Linked DNA regions of Arachis hypogaea: region 2 is linked to region 1. A link is a contact called in public Hi-C data. All regions are on one chromosome and are shown on one strand. The core of a region is the stretch at or near the end of the contact, and the rest is flanking DNA. Distances in the headings are between cores, read along the strand shown. Region 1 holds the start of LOC112750306 (protein SHORT ROOT IN SALT MEDIUM 1). Region 2 has its middle 46 kb from the start of LOC112752479.

Region 1 (2,590 bases), core at 49-2,548:
ATTTTGATACTTTTTGACTGACTGGTGCGCCAAAGAGCATTTTGGCATTTCGGTATGCAAACTTCTTCCGCATACCCAATCCGTGCCCCTGAAACACCTGCTTCCCCACCCCACTTGTTAGTCACATGTGTCCAGAGCTGCGCTAAGATACATGGGCATTCACATCTATGTAGGGGTGCACATGGCCTGACCCGGCCCGAAGATTCAGCCTGGCCCCGAACACTTTAGAGGCTAATTTGGTATGATTTCACCGGGTTTAGGGTCGGGTAAGGGTCTCAAAAATAAATCCGGTCATTATTTTGGGTCGGGTCCGGGCCATAGCTCGAGTCACCCGAACTTGGCCCGGTGGCCCGGTCATCATACACAATTAATATTTTGTGTTATTAGTGATGGATCATGGCTATTCTTATGTGGAATTTAAGTATTGTAAACCTTAATATTTTGTGTTATTAGTCATTATAAGTCTATAAGTTAATGTTTTATGTTTAGAATGCATAAGACTTTAGACTAATGCATAATATTGTGTTATTTGTATTGATTTAAATATTTGGTGTTATTAGACAATATTAGTATTGATTGTGGTTATGCTTTAGTATTGATTGTGGTTATGCTTTAATTTTGAAGAAGGGTTGATTATTGTTATATTTTACTAAGTGAATTTTACCATGTCAAATAATGGTTAGAGTCTTGAAAATTTGGATATTTTTACATGCTAGCTTACAAGAAGATATCAATGTAATGTAATGTTAACGGCCCGATTTTCACTTGGTATAATTGTGGCTCGAAAGTGTATTTTAGAGCCGGATTCGGGTCTAATAAATAAACCTAGTGTATATTTCGAGCCAAATCTGAGTCACATCAAACCCGGCTTCACCCGACCCATGTGCACCCCTACATCTATGGATGTTTCCTATTGTCCATGGCAGAGACATTCCCCTAATGGTATTAGTATGTTAGACCTTTTGCTTTCTTTTTTTTGTCAAATAAATTAAACAACTCCTAATTTTAGACATACAATATCACAAACTCATGCACACTATGTACTCATACACAACCTTTAAGGGTTCTCATGTACTATTCGGCCTTAGCCAAATTTCACACCCGGCTGTGGTCTTTTTAGGGCCTCTTGCTTTTGTTTATTTCCTTCAGTGGGTTCTCATATACACAAAATTTGGACCTTACTTTGGGTCAGGAATTCAGGATTAATACATTTTTCGGGCTCCTGATTTTTGTTGGTATTAGTTGGGCATCATTCTTTGTTACTGCAAGGCCACACATAACCAGAGCCCATTAACCGCGTTGAACAACGGAATAAAAACAAAAACCCTCGTTCCCTTGTGATTACCGCAAAAGCCTGATTCTTCGTGCAACAGTATTGCTTCATTGCTTGGAAAATTTGAGATAAACGGAACAAAAACAAATTCAGGATAAAACAAGGTGTCTCCCGATTTCCATTCATTCACTCACTTTCTTCTTCTTCTTCTTCTTCTTCTTCACTTACATTATAGGGTTTCCCTCACTCTTTCTAGGGTTTCCTCACACTCCTTTCTCCGATCAAACTTTGTCGTAAATATCTTGCACCTTCAAATTCATCGTCTCTGCAGGAATCCAATTTCCCCATCTCTTCAATCGGTGCGTTGACAATTTGCTAAAGAACCAAACCTTCAAAATTCCTCCTTTTTGTTTTGGTCTTTTTCGGTTTGCTGTTGCTTTATTGATGAACGAATTGTTGGAATGGTTTTGGGTTTCAGGGTTGGTCGCTCTCGTTCCATGTGAAGGAGCATGTATTCTTCCAGAGGGAGCGGTGCTTACGGTCAATCGTACCCGGGTCAATCCGCATACGGCCAGAACGTAAGCCTTTGATTGACTCTTAACAGTTTCTTGATTTCATTCAGGCTGTCGTTGTCAAATTTATCTATTCCCCCCTTAAAAAATTGTTTTCTTTTTCCTTTATTTTTATTTTTTAAATGAATGTTCACCATCGTAAGTCATTGATTCTTAGGCTATGTTTTGTATAATACAATTAAAATTTAAAGGAGGAATTCTTAGAAGTAAAAAAAAATTACAATTTATTTTTGTTTAATGCTTGGAATTTTGTTTATTGGAAGATTAATTTGGATTTTTGTGGTGTTTTTGAATTTGGTTGCAGCTGGGTTCTAATTTCACTGGAGCTTCTGTTGGAGGACATGATGTGGGGCAGCATTCTGTGGCATCAAGGCATTCAGCGATATTAGGTGCCTCTCAGGAAGTTGATGTTGCTGGATATCGCCCTCACAGTTCAACTGCTGCACAGTATGGGGGGCAGTATAGTGCGGTTTATGGCTCATCTGCTTTGAGCAGTGCACAGCAGGTCAGTGTGTTGTGTTATGTGCGGTTAACGCTTTATCTGAAAGATAAGGATAAGGAGTGTTATATAATTGGAAATGGTTCCTTAGGTTTTGTTTGGATTGATGCGACAGAGTGGGTGGACTGGAGTGAACTGGTCATCTGGTATTAGGTGTCCTTTGGTTGGTCTAAAAATACGATGGAGTAGAAGTGATCTTGGTGCTCTTCTATTCTATACAAGTACCTACCATTATTTTGTTTTCCC
Region 2 (2,590 bases), core at 55-2,554, 73 kb after region 1:
TTTTTTTTAGTATTTTTACTTTGACTACTAAAATTTTGTCAAACACATTGAAAAATAAAAAAGTTTTTTATTTAAAAAAATATTTTTTTTAATAATTTAATAACACCCAACAAGCTCATAATAAATGAAGTATTCAATGTTAAAAATGCATAACATTATATATTTTCGAATATAATTATCTTGTGGGTTTTACAAAAGTTCAAATTACAAATACATATTTCAAATATATTTTTTTACAGCTACAATATCTTATATCTATATAACAAATATTTTATAACCACATTATAACTTTAAATATACCTTATACTAATTACATAAATAGCCAAAGTTTCACATAAAAAAAAACATTCTCAATTCTTTTAATACAAATCTGAATGATTTATTAGACCCTTTCAAATCTTGGAGGGACCAGTAGACCACCTAAAAGGTAAAGATCCTAAGCTAAGATAAAAAAGTTTTCTCAAACTTGATAAATAAACAAAAACAACTAAGATCCGACGTTGACATAAGCCCAATCCGGGCTAGCTATTAGAATGGGTAGCTCAGTAGATAAATGAGTTTTATCAGTATCAGTCAACCAGTTTAGATTGAGAGGAAAAGAGCAGCCCGCTTCTTAGAATAATGCACCTGAACAGTCTCTTCCATGTAAGAATTAGGAATTCCTCTTCCAACTCATCCCAGAATGGGCGACTGCACTTTATTAATCCGCTATCGGTTGAATCTCATATCAACAATTTCTGATCAGATTCACTTTCAATTCCCTTTTGTGGACATCTGAGGAGAGGGGAAAGCCCTTTCACAGAGATTGAAATTTCTTTTTCTATTCCAAGGACGGTCTAGTGTAACAACAAATAAATTACCTAAGACTACTATAACCCACATGATTAGATAAGAAAAACTATATACTTAGTATAGTGTTTACAAGGGTACCCCTAATGTGCTTTCGATATTGAAATCGATAGTCACTTCTTCCATACTCATGGTTACATACGTTTGAGAAATCATTATAAAAGAATACAAATTCTATCTGAACTAAAAATTCTAAAAATCTGTCTACAATTTTCTCTGTATGGCCTTTTTTTTGGCATTGTGGTACCCCATAAGAATGAAAATCATTTTCACCCTAAAAAAATCACCTGAAGGATAAGCCCAATAACATGTTGCTTCCCAGTGAAAACTTCAACAACCAAAATTATAGTCAAGGCCTTAACAAATTAAAATATTCAAGTTGTAGATCTATAAACCAACTAAAGCCCATAAAAGTCCCAAACCACAATAAAGATGCAATGGCCCATCATCGGTGATAATTATATATCATCTCAATGACATAATTACCTACACTTAATCAGAACGTCATCATGTGATAACTGATTAACCCTACGATAAGCACTGGAACGAACTGCAACTTGTTTAGAAATTGTCTCATTCTATCCACACTATTCACATTTAGGCGTTGCCAATGTTAATCTATACATGTAGATAGAATTCTACTATCTATATAGTAGAATTTGCCTTATATGTATCTATGTAGGGAAATTCTACGATGTGGATTGTGTAAAATATCCACACCTATAGATCTTAGGTGGTGTATCCCATTTTAAAATACATGGTGGACAGTAGATTATTGCAGCCTTTATTTGTGGACTCAGGAGGCTCAGCAGAGACAACTGACCTGTTTGTCTCATATAATCATCTTGAAAAACTTAATTATACGTGACTAATAAAATGCTCTCTTTAATATTTTTTTGCTGTTGGGGCCTTTACCAAAAATCCTCTGGCAGCATTTTAAATTGGGCCATGATGATTTGTAAACCAGTCTTCTATTTAGGTATTTTGTCACTATTAACAAATTTTTTTACAAAGAAAATAATTAGAATTTATTTCAAAAATGCTATATTTTTTAAATTCTTGGTAAGAAAAATCCCTCAGATATCTTAAGATCTAACAGAATATATCTTTACAAAATAAAAAAAAAGAAAGCCTTGGCCATTTGACGTGGAGCAAAACCTGGATCCTTAAAACTATTCAACATAGGTCTACTCTATTTCTCCTTTTATTAAAAAATACTAAATTGGTAATGATGGTTATTTATTTATTTTACATGTGTAATTTTTTATTTTAAATATTCATCTTTTTATTTTTATTTACTATCTTTTTATTTTTGTAACAACAAATTTAAAATTAAATATTTTATTTCTACAAGATGACAAGATCAATAAGAAATATATTTAACAGTAGTAAACTAGAAGTATCTTGAGAATATCGCGACTTCTAAATAGAAGGCTAGTTTACAAATAACCACCATCATCGCCCAATTTAAAGTGTTGGCCACAAATTTTTGCAAAGCCCCAATAGCGAAACAAAAATATGAAGACAACATTCTATTAATCACATGTAATTAATTTTTTAAAGGTGTTTATATGAGACAAATAGATCAAATACTTCTGATACTGTGAGCATTCTGAGTCCACATATAAAGACTACCATAACTAGTTCTTTATCACGTGTTTTAAAATGGAGCAATCCACTTAGAATTTGTAGGTGTGGATGATTTGTACTAGCCACACCATAGACGCTACCATATAGGTAT

Evidence for each region. Hi-C and Micro-C count contacts between places; a contact is called where the count stands out from the background.
Region 2: a contact with region 1 is called in a Hi-C map of leaf, with 2.7 times the contacts expected there. The contact joins the enhancer-like site here to the promoter of LOC112750306 in region 1. A contact is called at or near these places in 4 of 8 Hi-C or Micro-C datasets (leaf and an unstated tissue).

The regions. Positions count from the first base shown.
Region 1 is chr15:73,754,792-73,757,381 of arahy.Tifrunner.gnm2.J5K5, forward strand. It overlaps LOC112750306 (protein SHORT ROOT IN SALT MEDIUM 1), which reads left to right and starts at 1,299. Exons shown (of 22, transcript XM_025798952.3): 1 at 1,299-1,437; 2 at 1,530-1,632; 3 at 1,752-1,851; 4 at 2,150-2,350. The coding sequence starts at 1,783.
Region 2 is chr15:73,827,452-73,830,041 of arahy.Tifrunner.gnm2.J5K5, forward strand. No RefSeq gene overlaps it. Among protein-coding and RNA genes, the nearest start is that of LOC112752479, 46 kb to the left of the region's middle. Within about 2 kb of position 1,305, at least 3 of the 3 cell types and tissues checked have open chromatin away from gene starts, as enhancers often do.